Regions from separate parts of the Mus musculus genome. Here all the other regions are linked to region 3. A link is a contact called in public ChIA-PET, Hi-C, HiChIP or PLAC-seq and promoter capture Hi-C data. All regions are on one chromosome and are shown on one strand. Each heading gives the region's core, a stretch centred on a gene start, on an enhancer-like site or on the middle of the called end of the contact. The rest is flanking DNA. Distances are from core to core; before and after follow the strand shown. Region 1 holds the start of Msln (mesothelin). Region 2 holds the start of Ciao3 (cytosolic iron-sulfur assembly component 3). Region 3 holds the start of BC003965 (cDNA sequence BC003965). Region 4 holds the start of Rab40c (Rab40C, member RAS oncogene family). Region 5 holds the start of Metrn (meteorin, glial cell differentiation regulator). Region 6 holds the start of Pigq (phosphatidylinositol glycan anchor biosynthesis, class Q). Region 7 holds the start of Decr2 (2-4-dienoyl-Coenzyme A reductase 2, peroxisomal).

The links. Promoter capture Hi-C pulls out the DNA fragments that hold promoters and counts their contacts. A called contact is a pair of places that touch in the nucleus more often than the background predicts. ChIA-PET counts read pairs in DNA pulled down with a chosen protein or histone mark. HiChIP or PLAC-seq counts read pairs in DNA pulled down with a chosen protein or histone mark.
Region 1: an H3K4me3 HiChIP or PLAC-seq map of embryonic forebrain shows a contact between it and region 3, with 2.2 times the contacts expected there. The contact joins the promoter of Msln here to the promoter of BC003965 in region 3. A contact is called at or near these places in 2 of 39 promoter capture datasets (hematopoietic stem and progenitor cells and liver), 7 of 115 datasets of contacts at active chromatin or transcription factors (astrocytes, bone marrow-derived macrophages, embryonic forebrain and 3 more) and 2 of 9 other capture datasets (adipose tissue and embryonic stem cells).
Region 2: a promoter capture Hi-C map of pre-B cells shows a contact between it and region 3, with 2.6 times the contacts expected there. The contact joins the promoter of Ciao3 here to the promoter of BC003965 in region 3. A contact is called at or near these places in 8 of 39 promoter capture datasets (the 3T3-L1 cell line, the C10 cell line, cranial neural crest and 4 more) and 7 of 115 datasets of contacts at active chromatin or transcription factors (bone marrow-derived macrophages, embryonic stem cells, extraembryonic endoderm stem cells and 3 more).
Region 4: a contact with region 3 is called in a Hi-C map of LSK cells, with 6 times the contacts expected there. The contact joins the promoter of Rab40c here to the promoter of BC003965 in region 3. A contact is called at or near these places in 2 of 484 Hi-C or Micro-C datasets (LSK cells and embryonic stem cells) and 2 of 115 datasets of contacts at active chromatin or transcription factors (astrocytes and pancreatic cancer cells).
Region 5: an H3K27ac HiChIP or PLAC-seq map of thymic regulatory T cells shows a contact between it and region 3, with 4 times the contacts expected there. The contact joins the promoter of Metrn here to the promoter of BC003965 in region 3. A contact is called at or near these places in 11 of 39 promoter capture datasets (the 3T3-L1 cell line, the C10 cell line, cranial neural crest and 5 more), 2 of 484 Hi-C or Micro-C datasets (bone marrow-derived macrophages and cortical neurons), 16 of 115 datasets of contacts at active chromatin or transcription factors (the HPC-7 cell line, the SCID.adh cell line, acute myeloid leukemia and 10 more) and 2 of 9 other capture datasets (adipose tissue and pancreatic islet).
Region 6: an RNA polymerase II ChIA-PET map of memory CD8 T cells shows a contact between it and region 3, with 11 read pairs. The contact joins the promoter of Pigq here to the promoter of BC003965 in region 3. A contact is called at or near these places in 2 of 115 datasets of contacts at active chromatin or transcription factors (epiblast stem cells and memory CD8 T cells).
Region 7: an H3K4me3 HiChIP or PLAC-seq map of bone marrow-derived macrophages shows a contact between it and region 3, with 3 times the contacts expected there. The contact joins the promoter of Decr2 here to the promoter of BC003965 in region 3.

The regions. Positions count from the first base shown.
Region 1 is chr17:25,753,052-25,755,751 of GRCm38.p6, reverse strand. Msln (mesothelin) reads left to right here and starts at 1,374. Exons shown (of 17, transcript NM_001356286.1): 1 at 1,374-1,409; 2 at 1,530-1,620; 3 at 1,935-1,978; 4 at 2,328-2,374; 5 at 2,690-2,700. The coding sequence starts at 1,533.
Region 2 is chr17:25,772,376-25,775,075 of GRCm38.p6, reverse strand. It overlaps Ciao3 (cytosolic iron-sulfur assembly component 3), which reads right to left and starts at 1,300. Exons shown (of 11, transcript NM_026238.4): 1 at 1,189-1,300; 2 at 1-30. The coding sequence starts at 1,254. Gm41550 (a long non-coding RNA gene) reads right to left here. Exons shown (of 3, transcript XR_876684.1): 3 at 2,532-2,666.
Region 3 is chr17:25,183,210-25,185,909 of GRCm38.p6, reverse strand. BC003965 (cDNA sequence BC003965) reads right to left here and starts at 1,349. Exons shown (of 2, transcript NM_183150.2): 1 at 1,270-1,349; 2 at 1-1,190. The coding sequence starts at 1,301. The coding sequence ends at 812.
Region 4 is chr17:25,918,226-25,921,087 of GRCm38.p6, reverse strand. It overlaps Rab40c (Rab40C, member RAS oncogene family), which reads left to right and starts at 1,374. Exons shown (of 7, transcript NM_139154.2): 1 at 1,374-1,436; 2 at 1,539-1,723. The coding sequence starts at 1,582.
Region 5 is chr17:25,795,607-25,798,306 of GRCm38.p6, reverse strand. Metrn (meteorin, glial cell differentiation regulator) reads left to right here and starts at 1,262. Exons shown (of 4, transcript NM_133719.2): 1 at 1,262-1,442; 2 at 1,666-2,066. The coding sequence starts at 1,345.
Region 6 is chr17:25,940,555-25,943,298 of GRCm38.p6, reverse strand. It overlaps Pigq (phosphatidylinositol glycan anchor biosynthesis, class Q), which reads left to right and starts at 1,310. Exons shown (of 11, transcript NM_011822.4): 1 at 1,310-1,484. It overlaps Nhlrc4 (NHL repeat containing 4), which reads left to right. Exons shown (of 2, transcript NM_001039038.2): 2 at 1-1,066.
Region 7 is chr17:26,088,865-26,091,564 of GRCm38.p6, reverse strand. It overlaps Decr2 (2-4-dienoyl-Coenzyme A reductase 2, peroxisomal), which reads left to right and starts at 1,401. Exons shown (of 9, transcript NM_011933.2): 1 at 1,401-1,601; 2 at 2,568-2,636. The coding sequence starts at 1,522.

The DNA of each region.
Region 1 (2,700 bases), core at 125-2,624, 570 kb before region 3:
CAGTCCATGCTGAGGAGCCTTCTGGGGAATAAGGGACAATGTTGCCTGGCTATAAAGGAAAACCAGGGTCAGCTCTCTCCATGGCTAGGTCCTATCTTAGAGTCCTAGACAGGGCCAGCAAGGCCTGGCATAGATTGGTGCTCAGCAGGTGTGTGGGTGATAATTGAGCAGGGGGTGCTGACGCTGATCACAGGCGATAACTGAGCAGTGGATGCTGATGCTGACCATAGGCAATAAGGGGTGGGCAGTGGATGCTGATCGATGCTGATCATAGATGGTAAGGGGTGGGGTACATTTGAACGACTCTCCTGTGTTCCTCCAGTCCTGGGACCCCATACCACAATGCCATGGAACTGCTGTGGGTTTTTCTGTTTCACACTGAGATGCGTCCTTTGTCCGAGACAAGTGGGTACCAGAATCTTGAATTCTACATAACTATAGGACAGTGGCTCCCATCTGCATCTCTTAGGATGTGGTGTGAAAGATGCAGATCCCAGGGCCTGATGCTGCTTGTAGAGGCTCTTAAGGAACTCACACTAAGGCTGATAGACAGGTTTTGATTGACATAAGGCTGGCTGCAGGCTTCATAGTCTCCTGGGTTGAGGGGAGACATTAAGACATGTTTCTTGCCTGGGCTCACCTATCCTACACATCGTCTCCTGGTACACAGTTTGCTCTACCTGCTCAGGGGCTTCTTAGTGCAGGAGCCTCCTGGCCTGTGAGGTCTCCCCAGACAATCCCTACTGCTGGGTTGTTCAGGTAACTCACATACGGGGGCATGAGAAGTCCATATTCTGAGCAATGGGGGGGGCCAAGAGAGACCTGAGATAAAGTCAGCTAGAATACAGTTCCACACATGTTGAGGAGGGGAACAGCTCCGCACTCACCCTGTCCACAGAGCCCCTGAGCCCCACCCCAGAGGGGACACTGGATTGCCTGGTACCCATTTATTTACCTGCTATCCTGATCACACCAGAGCTTGAAAAACTCTCATAGAAGCCATGTCACCCAAAGGGACTGATCTATGGAAGAGACATCACCCCCCTCTACAGCGTGGTCAGCCTGATGGGGCCATGTGTTTGTGCAAGTCACAGATACCTCCAGTCCCATGCCTCAGGCCCAGGGGTGGTCCTGCGTAATTCCCAGCCTGAACCACTCAGTGCTCCTGGTACAAACGGCGAACCCGTAACAACCGGAGCAGGAGATAGCCCTGTCTCTTTGTCCTATACTTCCAGTTCTGCCCTGCCCTGTGAGGCTGGAGGGTGAACTCAGCTGTCCACTGCGCCTCACAGCAGAGGTGCCCCACTGACTCAGACCCAGTGCCCCTCCCTATAGGAGGGCTGGTTTTCCTAGGGGCGGGCCTGGCAAGCGGTCAGTGTGGAGAGTCTGCCTAGTAGACACTACTGCAGGTGCTCACAGAAGTTGGACAGCTGCTTTCCCAGGCCCAAAAGCCCCTTCGTTGTCTCCAAACAGTGGTGTGGGTTGAGGGGTGGGACAAGTGGGGACCTCAGAGTCATTGTTATCCACAGACCATGGCCTTGCCAACAGCTCGACCCCTGCTGGGGTCCTGTGGAAGTCCCATCTGCAGCCGAAGCTTCCTACTGCTTCTCCTTAGTCTTGGTGAGTATGGGTTGGGCTGATCCCCAGGAAGTGGTTAAGGAACCTTCATGAGTTGGGAGCTTGCTTTCTCCTTGGGTCATTGCTAGGTGACCTGCGTTCCAGGAGGGTTAGGACTGAGAACAGTGAAAGGCCTGGAAAGTGGGGACACTCCGAGCAGGAATGATCCCTAGGCCTACAGAGCATAGGCTATGACACAATGGGGTGAGAGGCCTTAGCTCTCTCTACACCCAGTGGGCTGTGCAGAGGGCTGGGACCAGAGAGCAGCCCAGTTTTGCCCCGGCCTCTCTTGTAGCTTTGTACCCTCTGGCTCACAGGGTGGATACCACGTCTGCAGACCCAGACTACAAAGACAAGCCAGGTGAGGTCCTCTGAGGGAAACAGAAGGATTTTCTATTCTAGTCTTGGGGGTACGGAGTGATGTTTTCGGTACTTTACACATGAATACATACCATCCCTTAGTGTCACTTTTCAAAGAGGGCTGTGGGCAGAGTTGCTGATCCCAGAGAGTGGCAGAACCCAGGATGTAGCTGGGCCCTGAAAGGAGCTGAGTTGGAGACAGTGGAGCCCTTGGGTGTTAAGTCCCTGGCCCCAGAGGTAGCCAGACTCAGACAGTATCTGGACCTTGCTCTCAGACAGTTGAGACCAAGCTCTAAGGTAAAGAAGCTCCTATCTGCTTGGGAAATGTCAGTCAGACCTTGTTCCCTTAGGAGGCCACACTCCTCCATGCTGTGAACGGTGCCGCTGACTTTGCCAGGTGGGTTCAGTACCTTTGGGGGCGATCAGGAGCCCTTGTGGGCTGAGTGAACAAGTGCCAGACATCCAGGTTCCCAAATTCTCTGTCTTGTCTGATCTCTACCCACTCCCTCCTGACCTGGCTGGCTCAGAGTTAGGGGAAGGACTGTGTCCCAGGGCCCAAGTACCTTGTCCCTCAGGTTGTCACTTGTCCCAAAGAGGGTCATGAGAAGCCCAGGGTTATGAAGGAAGGGCTCTGGGCAGGCAGGCAGGCAGGCAGGCAGGCAGGCACTTCCAGAGGGACAGTGTTGGATTCAGATCCCAGCCCTGTCCCCAGTCTCCCCACAG
Region 2 (2,700 bases), core at 51-2,550, 590 kb before region 3:
CTTAGCCACCTTTACAGGCTTGATGCAATTCTACACCAGGAAAGACCCCACACCAGGCTCTATTAGGAGAAAGCAACTTGGACGGGGGGTGGGGAGGGTGGGGAGTGGGGTGGGGGGCTGGGTATGGAGGGCCTCAGGGATGGTTGGCTACCGGCCATAGAGTGAAGCTCACCACCGAGGCCAATTCTACCACCTTCCTGCCACTGAAGCCATGCTGAGCTCTGGTTGCCCACCCTTCTCTGTACAAGGTGAGGAGAATGCCATCAAGGCCACTCTTTCTCCAGAATCACCATGAAATCTGCTACAAACTCTATATGCAAGCTAATGCAAGAAGCCCTGACTAGCCTGCCCTTCCTACGTGCACATAGCAGCACACCCCCGGAGATCAGAGTGTCAGAGGCCTGGCCAGACAGGAAGGCTTTCCTTGGAAACATCTAGAGGTCACCTCCATCCCACGACCACAGATGAAACTCCATGTCTCTCCCCTTCTCTTGGACATCTCCTGTTATCGCTTCCTGAACCTTGGTGGCTTTCCAGAAAAGGGCCAGTCTCGGGTAAGATGGCCCAGTTCATCCTGTCCGTGTGGCAGCTCAGCCCGTCTTTTATGGGTCATGGGACTTGGCTAGCTCTGGAGACAAAGGAAGACCCAGCAAGGGCAGCAGCTCCTGTTTTCAGGGCGGTCTGTCTGTATCCCTCTCTCTTCCTCGAGGCAACGTCAGGAACATTAGCTGTGGCTGTGGCCCAAGTGGACATCAAACCTGTCCCTTCAACATGGTCCCTGTCCACAGAGATGACAACTGGCTCTGAGAGAGGAGTGGGAAGGGATATCTCACAGGTGTGTGGAGGCTAACTCAGCCCCACCATGTCTCTGCATCACCAGCTGGGTGACACTACTACAACAGTAACTTAAGATCACATAACAACAAGTCCCCCCACCTTTTTTTTTTAAACACTAAACCTGCCTGTCACCACTAAACACTCCCATGGTCCCAGGGATCGCTCCGGGCCCAGTAACCGCGTTGTCTGGCCCTCCCTGGCCTCAGTTGTCTGTGTTTGTGAAAAGGGAACTAGACTGACTGAGGCCCTGGGTCCTGGGCCCTGGGAAAAGACACAGACGAGAGAGGTTTCCCGAGGTGCACGGCCAGGCTCGGACCCTCCTCCTGCCCGACTCGCCCTTGGCCGGCCCACCTGAGATGGCCCGATGAAGTCGTCCAAGTCGGTCAGCTGTAGTGCCCCACTGAAGGGCGACGCCATGACAGCCTCACTGCCGCCGAGTGTCACACGGGGGTGTCGCAAAATGACACCAAAATGACATGCAGTTCCGCCACTCTGCCGGAAAACGCAAATTCCAGCGCATGCTCATTTCTCTCCGTCAACAAGCTTTGAAAAGCGTGCGCGCCCTCTGCCGGCGGCCTTGAGCGCTCGGCCCAGCGGACTCAAGCTGCAAGTTCCACAGCACAGCGTTCGGTCTCCCTTGCGTCCCTTGGTTGTGGTGTAGCAGGGTAGCAAAGACAAATAACGCAAAGAATGTAACTAGAGACTCAGAGTCTCTCCCGCTTCCCGTAGGGGTCGGAATCCGGATTTCATTCATCACCTTGACCTAGCAATACTCAAGGAAGGTTCCAGATGCAGTGGGCAGGAGAACACAAAATTAACTTTGATTCACTGGAATGCCTTGGAATGGGCTTACCAAAAAATGAGATAGACAAGTGCTGTTGAGATGTTAAGACTGGAGTGTGGGAGAACATTTACAGAAGCAGGTTCTTGGACTGGACCAGGGCCAAAGGACAGTTTCTGTTTGCCAGGAGGATTCTTGTTTTAAATTGGATATTTTCTTTATTTACATTTCAAATGTTATCCCCTTTCCCAGTTTCCCTCCCTCCCTCCTGGAAACACCCTATCACATCCTCCCTTCCCCTGCTTCTGTGAGGGTGTTACTCCACCCACCCACCCTCTCTCCCCTCCCCTCCCTCAAAGTCCCCTACACTGGGGCATCTATCAAGCCTTCATAGGACCAAAGACCTCTCCTCCCATTGATGCATGACAAAGCCATCCTCTGCTACATATGCAGCTGGAGCCATGTGTACTCCTTTGTTGATGGTTTAGTCCCTGGGAGTTCTGGGGGGTCTGGTTGGTTGATATTGTTGTTCTTCCTAAGGGGTTTCAAACCCCTTCAGCTTCTCCAGTCCTTTCTTTAATTATTGAGGACCCCGTGCTCAGTCCAACAGTTGGCTGCCTAGCATCTGCCTCTGTATTTGTAAGCCTCTGGCAGGGCCTCAGGAGACAGCCATATCAGGCTCCTTTCAGCATGCACTTCTTGGCATCCACAATAGTGTCTGGGTTTGGTAACTGTATACAGGGTTGCTGGGAGGATTCTAATGCTGGAAGGAGGGTGATACATAGATCCCTGGAAATTCAAACTCACCACCACCACCACCAAACCCAAGTCTATTAGAACAAACCCAGTGGACGGCTGGCAGATGTGAGGCATATCCAAGGCCCAATAAGAGAGACAGAGCAGAATGGCCTGGAACAGTAGAAAGAATGAAGTCCTGGTGTAATGTAGGTGATCCCTGAAGACATTACAATCAGTGGATTTCATGAAGCCAGTCACAAAAGGCCACACGTGTGACACCATTCAGCAAAAATGTCCAGGACAGGCAAACCTGCAGATGGAAAGCTGACCTCAGGTGTGGAGAA
Region 3 (2,700 bases), core at 100-2,599:
CAAACAAACAAAAAAAACCAACCCACTATATTATTGATGTTTTGTTTTGTTTGAGACAGGCCCTCCCTACGTAGCCCAAGCAGACCCCAAACTTAGGATCCTCCTGCCTCAGTTTCATAAGTGTTGAGATGACAAGCATACCCTACCACTTCTGTCAAGTTTTTAAGTTCTCATGTGGGAATGAAGAGCAGAAGAGAAAAAAAAAAAAAAAAAGATGGCAGCAGAAGCAGGAAGCAGGCTGATATCTAAGTCTACAGCAAGGCTGGTTTACATAGCCAGTTCTAGGCCTGCCAGAGCTAAATAGGGGGACTGTGTTTCAAAACAAAAAAACCAAAGCCTACTTGATGATGAAAGGGGAGGTGAGAAAATTGAGTTCATTAGACTTTACCAAATGTATTTTCCATTTGTTAGTTTTTAAAATAGCTTCAACTGATGTTGCACACATATAGGTAATTACACTTCAGCAGTTAGTCTGTCTCGGAAAGCGAATGAACTGCAGGTAACACCTCCACCAGATGAACGCTGGAAACATGATTAGGCTGTATGAACACATCATAACTCAAGAGCATAAGGTGCACCCAAAACCTTTTCTAGGAACCTCAAAAGTTCTATGGACGTAATCACTGGGCATTGGTGTTCGGCAAAGATCAGATTTCAAGCCTCCAACTTTGTGCTGTGTTCTTGTGTCTCAGCGCCAAGAGCGCCATCCAAGTCCTTTAAGCAACGAGGACATGCGCAGAACCAGTTCAGAAATCGTCAAATTCAACAACGAAAGGACGGCTGCCTAGTCCCTTCCTCAGCACGCACCCTGTTACGTTCTAGCCCCGTAGAGGGCCGGAGCTTCAAGCTCCTCCGGAGGACCTTCCGGCTCCTCCTCGTCCTCCTCTTCCAACACCTGCCTCAACCACAGGTCCATGCCGCTCTCCTCCCTCTGGTAGCACCATACAACCAGAGCCACGAGTGTGAGGGTGAGCGGCAGCACTTTCCACCAGGGCCGCTGCTGCGGCTTCCCCAGGGAATGCTCCACGGTCCAGCGGATCGGGGTGGCTTTGCTGCCGGAAAATTGGATCGGGAGGTTGGGGTCGTCGTCCTCCTCTTCCCTGTCTGCAGGCTGAGCTGGAGACCGGCCACGGGGCGGCGGATGCAAACTTCGCGAAGCCCAGCCCACGAGCCGCAGAGCCCGGACCGCTCTGGAAGAGAGACAGCAGTAAGCGTCCCGGAGCCACGGCCACCTCCCACCCTCACGCACCGGCACCTCACGGCTCTCACCCCGCAGCCCGTGAGCACAGGACACTGTTCATAGCGACCTCGACTCGCACGCTGAGGCGCACCGCGCTTTCGTCACTTCCGTCGCACAAAACCGGAAGCCGAACTTCACATCCAATTTCACGACTACAAAACGTGGGTCCAGCGGCGCAACGGAAATGATGCATTTCCTCTCGCTAGCTCTTCCGTCTCCGGCCTCGCCCTGATCACTATCTGGACGACTTACGGGTTTGTGTCGTTCTGGGTCCTTCCATTGAGACCTGATCCGGCGCGGCGGATTGAAAGTGAAGCAGACTCGGTTCTCCGAAGAGCTTGGCCCGAGGCTGTTTAGTGTGATGCCCAAGGACTTGAGAACCCGTGGCATCTGCTGGCTTCTTTCCAGGACCATCGTCCGGGAGGGACTTGGTCCCTGTTCTCCATGAGCGCATCTTCCAGTCTTAGCGCTCCATCCGAGCTCTCAGGCACGGAGGCGGGAAACCCTCGCGCCTTAAACGCCTCCCGGCCTGGCCGTCCCTTTGAAAAGGCTTGTAGAAACATCACCTCCACCTAGACTATCCCAGGTCCCCAGAATCCATTTGCCTTCAGGAAGAATGGAAATGGCTCTGTGTAGACCATAGGCTGACCAGATCTCGGACAGCCTACAGGGAGGCGATTCTGAAATTACACTCCCATAGCTAACGTGCACCTGGCCTTTTGATCTGGAAGCTGATTGAAGCTCTGCATCGTCAGAATCAGCCAGGCAACCTTGTAATCCCAATACTGTGGAGGCAGATAGAAGAGAATCACTGGTCCCAAGTACTACACAGCTTAACATCAACCCAATTTAAAATACAAAAAAAAAAAAAAAAAAAAGAGGATCAGCCCTAAAGGTGTCTGTCTTCTTAGTACCTGTGCTGTGTAGAAGCTAGAGTGAGTTATATTACACCTGGTCTTACCGCAGGGCTCAATAATGATTATCACTCCGATTTTATTCTTGATCTGTAAACCAGTGACATGAATAAAAACAAAAAAACACCTCTTCCTCTATCTCATGGGGCTGTGAGTTCCTTTCTGGGCAAGCAGAGTCCCCATGATTTATTTTGCTCAGGAGGGTGTCTGAGGGCACCACAGCATGCATGACAAGGGAGAAGTTAGGCAGGAAAAGGACCCTTCAGCCTTTGGCTGTTAGTGATGTAGATATTCCTGCTAGAGTGAGGGCCAGTCTTACACAGCACTCCAAGAAGGTAGAGGGTGCCCTCACTAGGCAGCATAGAGGGGAGACACACAACTCACAGTGCAGCAACCTGGCTCCTGAAGACATGAAGTTCAGCTACAAAAACCCAGCCCAACTGTCCTGTCTTCACTTGAAACTCCTCTGCTGGGGGACTGGACTTGAACTTCTCCCCATGCAGGGAAATAGGGGTCTGATATCAATTGGATCCAGAAGCTTGGGGG
Region 4 (2,862 bases), core at 125-2,624, 740 kb before region 3:
ACCGGAGGGAGATCGAACTCATACTGTTAGGCTTACAGTGCAAGAGCGTTGGTCCCAATCTATGTTTACGGTTTTTTTTGTTTTTTGTTTGGTTTGGTTTGGTTTTGGGTTTTTGAGACAGGGTTTCTCTGTATAGCCCTGGCTGTCCTGGAACTCACCCTGTAGACCAGGCTGGCTTCGAACTCAGAAATTCGCCTGCCTCTGCCTTCCGAGTGCTGGAATTAAAGGCGAGCGCCACCACGCCCGGCTTATGTTTTACGTTTTAAATTTTTTGCTATTTATGTGACTTGTGAATGCACTCTTAACCAAGAACGCTGTCCGTGGCCCTCCAGCCTTGGAGCTGGCCGACCGAGTGTGCACATGCAATGCGTTGCCCATCCTGGAGTTCACCGGGCCAACGCTGCTCAGTCGCTGGTCCAAGCCCTCAGGATCCGCTTTGGGAAGGATGTCCCCCACAAGAGACAGCTCAGAGGTGGACTTCAGCCGCCATCCTTGTGCCAAAACACTCAGTAGCGGCCCCGCCCACTCCGCAGCCAGGAGGAAGTCCCACCCCTTGGAACAGCCCACAAGGGAGAGAGGCTTGCCCCTCCAGGGCGAACACTAAGTGGCTGTCCCCGCCCTGCCCTCAGGGAAGGCGAGCCCCACAGTGTACGACGAACTTTGTTACTTCCCTTCTGGGTCTCTGTGAGAGCGGCCGGCCAACGCAGCTTGATAGATAACCTGCCCCCTTCCAACACCCTCCTCCCGGGACTCAGCTGAAGCAGGAGTTATCTCTACCCTTCCGCTTGTCCACGAGGGGGGAAGGGTAGACTTGTGTAATGTTTGACTCTTGATTGGCCCGAATTAGGAAAGGGGTGGGCCTAGGAGGTTATGATCGATGTTAGATGGCACAAATGCCTTAGCAGTAGTAGCCAATGGTGATGACGAGGGGGCGGGAGGCCAGGATGTTGCAGGTCGGTGCCCGGCTACTATGGCTCTGAGGCATCCTGCAGGAAGCAGTAGGGGTTGGGATGGACATGCAAGAGCAACCAATGATTTCGGAAAATCAGTGGGAAGTAGCCAATGGTCACAGCGAGGAGGCGGGGAAAAACGCCAGCCTCAGCAACACTGTGTACGAAATAGCGGGGACGGGACTTCAGTGATAGACAAGCATGTAGACCAACAGAAGTGAGAAAGAGGGTGGCAGCGGGCCAGTAGCAGTGGCGAGTGGGCAGGGCGGGGCGACCGTGGGCTGGGCGGCACCTTGTGTGGGGCGACGTGGGGGCGGGGCGACCGTGACGGCCAGGCTGCCAGGCCAATGGCCCGGAGAGGGCCGGCGGAGGGTGGCCAATGGCGGCGGCGCATCCGGGGGCGGGGCTGCGGGGCTGCGCGGTGCCGTGCGGGAAGCGGCGGGTGGCGGCGGCGGCAGCGGCGGCGGCGGCGGCTAGGAGGCTGAGGTGAAGCTGGCGGCAGCGGGGCGGGTGCACTGGGGGCGGTGGCCAGCGGGCGGGAGCATCAGCGTCCTGACCGCACGGCCGCTCACCAGCCTTCGCCCGCAGGTCTGGCGGCGGTGCCGTGGGCCGCGGTGCGGCGGGCGGGAGGATGGGCACCCAGGGCAGTCCAGTGAAGAGCTACGATTACCTGCTCAAGTTCCTGCTGGTGGGCGACAGCGACGTGGGCAAAGGCGAGATCCTGGAGAGCCTTCAGGACGGCGCAGCTGAATCCCCGTACGCCTACAGCAACGGTAGGCCGGGGTTGGCTGTGGGCGCGCGAGGTGGGAGCGGCCTGTCGCGGGAGCGGGCGGCCTCTGCGCGTGTCGCTGCGGTATCCTCTGGCCCTGCCTTGAGGAGCCGTCGGCAAGCGGGCGCGGGTCCTGGTGGCTACTAAGAAGTCACAGCAGCAGGTCTTTGGAGTCCATTAGGGCCTGGAATGGGCCGCGCGGCAGATACCGCACGACGGGCCCGGTGCTCACCGCACTGCCGCCGGAGGGGTTTGCTCAGAGACACCGCACCCTGTGCAGGGAGAAAATAGGTCTGCTGCGATGTGATTTTTGTTAACTTCCGGGTGCATGGCAAAAAATACACAAGGTAGATTGCATCACTGGCACTTGCCTGAGCTTGCCTCTTAATTTAGATATTTAAGGTAAAATCGTAGCTAACAGTGGGTGGGATTGGATCACAGGGGCTGCTGACTCCGGAGGAATTAATGTGCAGTGGGCCTGTCATCTTATATCACTGGACTAATTCTACCTTCCTGGTCGCTTCCCGAGTCCCTTTTACTCTGCTTTTTTACTTCATTCTCTGGGGTCTTGTTAGCCCTGTCTTACTGCTCTGAGTACTGGCGGTCTGGTAAATAACAGCTGAGTGTGTAGGTAAGACATCTACCACTCTTAGCAGTTAGGACTTGTCAAGGGTGATGACTGCCAGGACATCAGTGGAGGACCCTTCCTTTTGAACAGTAGCGCTGGATCTTCTCTGTAAGTCCTCCCCAAGCACCTCTCAGCTTCAGTTCACAGCAGGCATCTTCAGCGCAGGAAAGGAAGAGTCATGGTTTTACTTTGCAGGGTATGTGAAAAGACCTCTGCACAGCCAGGCAGCCTTGACTGGTATTTAACTGGGCGTCCCAGGGTGACAGCCCTGCTCAGAAAGGCTTTGGGGGGTTACCTTTCCAATGGGGGAGTGTGGGAAGGGCTGGGCTTGGCTTCAGAAATGCTTAGTGTTAACTTGTGCTTTGGAGAGACTGCTTGTCCCTGCTCCACTCTTCCTTTCCCCATCAGCTTCAACCACATATCCACACAGCCTCCTGCTGGATCCTCTTTCCTCCTCTCCTCTGTCAACGGAGTCTTGCCAGATTTCCTATGACGTGCTACCCGAAGTGGGGCCA
Region 5 (2,700 bases), core at 13-2,512, 610 kb before region 3:
GGGTGGGAGAGAGAGAGAGAGAGAGAGAGAGAGAGAGAGAGAGAGATCCTTGGGGACCTGCCAAGGTTCTTCTTCTATTTTCCATCTCCTCCACCCTCCCTTCGGTCAGATCCAAAGGACAAGCTGCTCCAAGGAAGCTCTTCCCCATTGGGGGGTTTCACAGTGGCTCTATTTTATTTTAAGAGGTTCTCGGGGGGGGGGGGATAGGGGATTTTCAGAGGGGAAACCAGGAAAGGGGATAACATTTGAAATGTAAATAAAGAAAATATCTAATAAAAATATTTTTTTAAAAATGAACAACAAACAAAACAAAACAAAAAAAAGAGGTTCTCATGTAGCCCACACTGTCCTTGAATTCACTATGGAGCCAAGGATGCCCTTGAACATCTGAGCTGCTTCCTTTACTTCCTGCCCGCTGGGATTACAGGCAAGACCCACTACACTCTCAGTTTAACATTATTTTAAAGATCAAAGCCAGGGGTGTATGCCTGTGTGGTAGGTGCTCTATAACCTAGCTACATCCTCAGGCTGCCTGGGATATCTTTCTGATTCCCTTTCGGTTGATCTTGACTGTAGGAATGGCCTGTACTTTGGCACCGGCAGACTACCAGGCTTTGTCAGTCAGGTGGGTCCCTAGGCAGGTCCTCTAGAACGCCTCATTTTTTTCTTAGTATCCATTTAACATTGGAGGAGTGTGTAGTTAGGTCTGAGAATGTATGGTGGCAGAAGGAGATCCACACTACCCACGCTACTCCTTCCAGACCTAGCCAGTATTCTTTCTTTTCCCCAAACCGAAGGTTTGGCCTAGCTCCATGCTCCAGGCCCTCTGTACCCTCCCTTATGAGATGCAGTAACACAGGGGTTTTAATCTCTTTTCCTTAAGTACCAGCAGCAGGATACCAGTGTTCAGATTTTGGCTGCAGACTCTACTACTTCTCTTACAAAGTCCCACTGCCCCGAGGTCCACTGAAGGTAAGGGGTGGACAGCCTTCCAGATTCCAGTCGACAGCGAACCCCACCAACCCACCAAACGTTCCTATTGGGGATCTCCAAATGGGGAAACAGGAGCGCTTTCTACATCAACCCTGCCTTGGACCGAGCTCCCGCCTTGAGCCCGCCCCACCCCCTCGAGGGTGCTGCAATTGGAGGAAAGTTCTGCGGCTTGTGGCGATTGGTCCGAGAGCAAAGGCCCCGCCCCCTAGCCCCGGAGCTCAGAGGGGGCAGCGGCGAGGGGTCGCCGGTTGTGGGGACGCGCCGGGCCGGGCAGCCGCGCCGCGGGCTGCTCGCGCTGCGGCCCCGACCCTCCCGGGGCAGCAGTCCGAGGCCCCGGCGCGTCCCCTAACCATGCTGGTAGCCACGCTTCTTTGCGCGCTCTGTTGCGGCCTCCTGGCCGCGTCCGCTCACGCTGGCTACTCGGAAGACCGCTGCAGCTGGAGGGGCAGGTACCAGGAGGGACTGCGGGGAGGGTTGTGGGTTTATTTATTTATTTATTTTATTTTATTTACTTCTTGGGTTGGAGGGTTCCCTCCCACTTGGAACTGAGGAAACGCAGACTTCAATGTCCTGTTACACAGAGTAGAAGCAGATGTTGGTAGCCGCGGGAAAAGGGATGAGCGGGCTAGGGAACGAGGGTCACCCACCTGAGAACCACCGTCCTGTCCCCAGCGGTTTGACCCAGGAGCCTGGCAGCGTGGGGCAGCTGACCCTGGACTGTACTGAGGGCGCTATCGAGTGGCTGTACCCAGCTGGGGCGCTGCGCCTGACCCTGGGCGGCCCCGATCCGGGCACACGGCCCAGCATCGTCTGTCTGCGCCCAGAGCGGCCCTTCGCTGGTGCCCAGGTCTTCGCTGAACGTATGACCGGCAATCTAGAGTTGCTACTGGCCGAGGGCCCGGACCTGGCTGGGGGCCGCTGCATGCGCTGGGGTCCCCGCGAGCGCCGAGCCCTTTTCCTGCAGGCCACACCACACCGCGACATCAGCCGCAGAGTTGCTGCCTTCCGTTTTGAACTGCACGAGGACCAACGTGCAGAAATGTCTCCCCAGGCTCAAGGTCTTGGTGTGGATGGTGAGTGATTATGAGACTGGCTGGGTGTCAGAAATTGGCCCTCCACACTGACCTGATGGGACTGGGCCTTGCCACCCCATTGCATGGAGAGTCCTTCTGTAGCTTGACAGAGGCCACTCCGGTGGAGAGCATAGTGGCTTCCAGGTCGTAAGGAGGTGAGTTGGAAGTGCCCCCGCCTTTCTCTCCTCCTCCTCTTAAAAGATTCGGTTTAGGAAAAGAGCAGGAGGGGGCAAATGCCCGAGAGGCCAGCCCTGGGTCTCTGGTTTCTGAAGGATTGGGGGAAGGGTTAAGCTGAGGCAGAATCAAAGCCTATGGCCAAGGCTGTCCAGGGCTCCCTGGCCTGGTGGTGACCTCCTTCCCCTCCCCCCAAGCCCAGCCAACAAAAGTCCAGTGTGCCTCTTCGTCACCATGGAGACTGCCTGCCCTGCCTCCCTGCAGGGCACCAGGCCCAGTGCTTTGCTCTTCTGGAACTTGTAGCCTGACCCTGCAGGGAATGAATGGCTCTCTGACTGTTCTGCCCTAGCTAGAGACCCCCCCGAACTGGAGTCCACTAGAATATCCCTAGCTAGAGCTGGGAGGTCACAGAACGTTTCCCAGTGTTAGTCTGAGTTTATGAGATGGTACCAAGCCTGTG
Region 6 (2,744 bases), core at 61-2,560, 760 kb before region 3:
ATCATGGAAGGTTGGTAGGCTCCTTGGGGCCTGCTGAGCCGTCTTCCTGATACCTGGTCTTAGCTGGCTTTGTGATTTCCTCTTGGCAAGTGCCCCTGTCTACACAGAAACCATGAATCACCATTTCTTGATGAGGTTCTAAACTGGGCCATCTCCACTTCCCTATTAAGTATGCTCATAGGTTTTCATGCCCCTAAAACCCAAGGGCCACTCAGTCCCTGGCTCTGCTAGCTTGGGTCTCGGGAGGCCTGAGCTTTGAGGCAACACTTGAAGCTATAGATCCTGGGTGCTGAGGCTGTCTGCCAGCAGATAGCTAGGCAAGATCTCCTGCCAGGTGTCCAACCCCTACATCCTAATCAGAGGCAGGCAGGCAGGCAGGCAGGGAGGGTGTGGCTAGGCTGGGTTGGGCAGTTTAGGGGAAGGGTGTGGTCCCTTAGTGTTCCCCCCAGCTTCAAAAATATTCCCATTCTTGAGCCTCCAACAGCACTCTGGGCCCAACAGAGAGGTAAGGAGTAGGCAAATCAGAGGGGTAAGGCCAACATGTGTCCTGGTAGGGCACATAGCAAGGGCAGGTCCTCTACTGGACACTCCCTGTTTTGAAAGATACCTTCAGTTTTCCCTTCAATCCAGGTCCAAACCACTTTTGAGCACTTAGGTGGGGTGCTGGGACGGTTCTGGGTAGCACAGGTTCTTTCATACCCTTCCATTCAAGACAGGAAAACAGTAGCCTTTCCTCCCATGTTACAGATGAGATCTGGAAGGGGAGGGGTGTGTGTGTGTGTGTGTGTGTGTGTGTGTGTGTGTGTGTGTGTTTGAAGAGCTTACTCATTGAGAATCTGGTCTCACCCATGTTCTTCATGTGGGAAGAAGCAAGAAAAAGCTCCTTGCTTTTGCTCCTTTAGGGTGTGGGGTGGCACCCAGCCTGTCATCTGGACGTTGAGGTCAACACACATGTCACTCCTGCAGGCTAAATCAATATGCCCTGTTCATTATGTTGTGGGGGATTAATGGACAATGAAAGAAACTTTGCTTGTAAGTAGATGCTCAATAAACACTAGTTACTGCGTTGTTAGGGGTATTGCTTTCAGACTATGCGGCCCACACGGGTCTGCATGCACCCTACTCGCAATGGATAGAAACAGATGGAAGGGCCTGGGTTTAGGAGGCCAGGCGGTAAGAACAAAGCGGCTACCATGGTCCTCAAAGGCTGGATCCACCGGACCTTTCAGGATATTTACAGCGAGGGTAGCTTTGATGACAGGAGCCGCGCGCGCGGAACTCTCGGGCTCAGGCGATGGACAGCCCGGGCATGTTTGGGGACCGGACCGTCGCGCGACAACGCCGCGGAGCCGGCGGAAATGGTGCTGATGTCCCGCGGCGGGCCTGGGAGCCGCAAGCACGGTCGTCCTCCCGGGCCCGCCGAACGCAGTGCCCAACCCAGTTCCTTCCCTACCGCTCGGGGACGCGGCCCCGGGGACCAGCTGGTGAGCACTAGCGGGTGGCGGGGCCGGGAGAGGAAGAGGAGGAAATCCCGAGGTAGCGCAGGCCTCTTGGTCCTAAAGACTCTGAGATGGGAAACCTGAGGCCGGGATAGAGGGAGAGGCGGCCACCCACGCAGCTGACCTCCAGGCTCAGCGGCACCCGTTGTGGGTCTGGGCCTGCTCTCCGGAACTTGAGGGCACCGAGAGGCCCCTCCTCCCCTCCAGGCCGGGAACTGGCTGGAAGATTCCTGGGGCACTGGCTGAGAGGCTCATATTTATCCACTCCAGTAAAGATCAGAAACAGATTACCCCCTCCTTTTGAAATGAAAAAGGAAAGCATTTACAGAGGCGGAAAATGTGTTTCTGTGCAGGTTCTCTTTTAGGCTAGGTTGGCCTCAAAATCCTAGTGTAGCAAAGGATGACCTTGAATTTTTGATTGTCCTTTGGCCACCTCCTGATTACAGATATGCACTGCTACTACTGGTCTATGAGGTTCTGGGGACTCAACACAGGGTCTGGTGCAGGCTAGGTAGGCTCCATACCAACTGACTACATCCCTAGTCAGAAAAGTGGTTTTGTTGTTGTTGTTGTTGTTTGAACGTGGGGTAAATATGAACCCTCTCAAAGATTCACAAAGTAATGTTTCAGCTATGATGTGTCCCAGGTCTCTCTTAACTGGGCTGGCCATCCCTCAAGCCTGTTCCTTGCAGGGGAAGTAAGCAGTAGCTCTGCTGCTGAAGTCTGACTTGGAGTTCTGTGAAGAGACTTCCTGGGGCCTCTTATTTAACCCTCCTGGGAATGGGCTGTCGGGGAGGGAACTGACTCCTTCTTAGCAAAGGTAGCTTTTCCAGGCTTGGGCTGTTCTTTTAATCAGCATCTTTAAAGGCCTTCACGCATCCCAGGTTTTTGCCTTCTCGCTCCAGCCTCTCACCTCTTGTATCGATCGCCTGCTCTTTCATCATCATTTTCTGCTGCTGGGATCCCAGCAGCCCAGTGTAAGCACACTCCTTCTTACACTTCAGTGCATCCGGAGGCTGAGATGGGAGTGAGGGTGGGGATTTGCCTCAACTTGAGTTCTCTCAGTACCCCACAGATCAGAGCTCCAACCTCTCTCTGCCTTGCACCTTCTTTCCTTTGACCCGAGCTTTTTTGCTTTAAGGTAAACTGTAAATGAAGCATACTCCACAAGGAGGATGTGCATAGACACAGTGTGTATATAGCACAGTGGATTCACGAGTTGTGAGCAGACTCCAAACCAACCTT
Region 7 (2,700 bases), core at 152-2,651, 910 kb before region 3:
GATGAGAGATTGGCCACAGAAACATGGGTGACCTCAGGACAGCCGAGTCACTGAAAGGTCCCCCTGCCCCCAGCATGGGCAGTGACAGCAAGCCTGATGGGATCCTGCTTTCAGTTTACCTACCTCCTACAGGGGAGTAGAAAGTCCTAGGTGAGGAGTTAAGGCCAGTGTATAATGCCGATCCTGGATTACTACTCCCCTAGTCCCAGCTACCACCGTATTCTACTTATTTCATTGGCACGACTACAGGGCCAAGCTATAGGTCACCAGAGCAATGATGCACCATGATGTCCCATAGTCATGACAAATGTGGAGGAAATTGCTTTACTCAAGCACTTTAATGAGTGTTTTTATGCATGGTATAAAACATTAGGCCTGAAGCTTAGAGCTTTGAGTAAAGAAAGGAAGGATCCCTCGACTTTGGGTAAATGCAAGAACCAAGCAAGAATCCAGGGCCCATGAAATTGAGAATCCAATTGGGGTTCTTTTGCGGGCGCTGGTATAGCTCCTGCCCATCTGATTTGTCTGAGGATGGCAGTAAAGAATAGACCGGACCTGAGGCTTCTTCAAGGCCCAGTGAGCGAGCCTTCAGTAGGAGTACACACCAGTCTTTGTGGGTATTGTGTATCAGGTCTCCTGAAGTTGGAACAGCAGAGCCTAACACTCCAAGGGCTACTCTCATCTCTCCCTCAATGCAACCCAGGCACAAAAGAGTATCCTCCACTCCCGACCTGATGCTGTCCATGATGACCACCACGGCCTGATGTCCATTTATGTTCACATTGACACATGTAAGTCACATCTCACCCCGGATCCCAGAGTCACTGATTCAGTTGCAGGTACATCATGACAGCTTCTGTGGCTAATTTGATAAGTCATTTCACTCTTTGACATCTAGACAATGGAACCCAGTTCTTGGTTCTCTGAGTTTCAGTGCAGTGATTCTTGCCAGCCAGCAAGAGGTTCACTCTGGACTTTCCACCCGGGTTAGCCACGAGAGGGAGCTATTGGGTTTGCAAGCTCCAGATTCTCTGCACTGGGAGGTAGTGTCCAAGAGCGGTGTTCATCTGGAGTTCCGACTTCCACAGCTGATAGCACGCAGCCCGGCCAGCTTGGGTATATGGACTAAGTGGCTGCACAGACACCAACTGGGAAAGGAACCGGGCATTTAACTGGCTGGAGCGTCTCTGGGCCTCTGTATCAGTGCCTCCTCCCATTCTCAGTCCCAGCAGGCTGCGCGCCACCGAGGGCGGGGTGTCCGCCTGGTCGAGTGGGAAGGGCTGGAGGCTGGGAGTTGCGGGAGGGTCTGTGATAGGAAGGCTTGAAGGGCCCAGGCACCTTTTTGGGGTGGGGCGCCCCTGTCCCACCCCCGTCTGATGGGCGGCTTGATGTGGGGGCAGAACTTTGGTCCTGGATCTTTCTGGGCGGAGCGAGCAACCTGCAGAACGCTGCGTTTTGCGTTGGAAAGGTAGATCTGGTTCCTGGTTCCACTGTCCTTGCCATCCCGGACACGCAGCAATCATGGCCCAGCCGCCGCCCGACGTTGAGGGGGATGACTGTCTTCCTGAATACCACCATCTCTTCTGCCCGGATCTTCTCCAGTGAGCTAAAGCAGGGAACCAGGGGGCGATCCAGACTTGGGGCACAGGGTTTAACGAATCTGCCACTGGATGTGACATCACAGAGGACAGATGCTCAGTACTCCGTTCCTGGGCAATCGTAGACCTGAAGTTTCTTGGGGTTCTGGAAGAATGGGATGAGGGACTGAGGGTGGAAGCTGCTCACTTTGTTTTGTTTTGTTTTAGAGACAGGGTTTCTCTGTATAGCCTTGGCTGTCCTGGAAGTCACTTTGTAGACCAGGCTAGCCTCGAACTCAGAAATCCGCCTGCCTCTGCCTCCCGAGTGCTGGAATTAAAGGCGTGCGACACCACGCCCGGCGCTTGCTCACTTTTGAAAACAAGTCTCTCTTGGTAACTTACTACGCAGAAAATTTTAGGCTAAATAAACTCCTTCACCTCCGAACTTCTAGGGAGCCTAAAAATAACCGACTTTAAAGATTGCAGTTTTATGGCTGGGGATTTATGTCTTGCAAATTCATTGAGTACCTGTTTAGCAGGAGCATGTTTTCCTTCATAGCGAAACTGGGTAGAAGTTCATGGAGTGAAAGTTCTCCACGGGCCGCTTATCTATTTGAGCTTGAGTTAACAGAGATCTATCTATCTAAAGCTCTTCGAGATGAGGTTTCTCTGTGAAGCCCTGGCTGTCCTAGAACTCTCTCTGTAGACCAGGCTGGCTTTTAATTCTTGGTCCCCCTGTCTCCACTTCTCACAGGCTGGAATTACAGGCATGCATCCCCCATCAAGCTAAAACATGGTTTTCAAAGAAGAGTTTAGGGACTAGAGAGATGGCTGAATAAGTTCAGAGCACTTACTGTTCTTGCAGGAGACCCAGCATTGGTTCCCAGCATCCACACGAGGACTCAACTCTCTGTAGGCACACAGGCAAAACACTCATACTGGTAAAACAAATAAATATTTAAAAATGACTACATTTTCTTGTTTTTGAAGGGACAAAGTGGCCTTTATCACAGGTGGTGGTTCTGGGATTGGCTTCCGGATCGCAGAGATTTTCATGAGGTACACACTACCGGAACCCTTCCTGCCACCTTACGTCCCTTTGTCTGGATCTTGGTGGATTTGG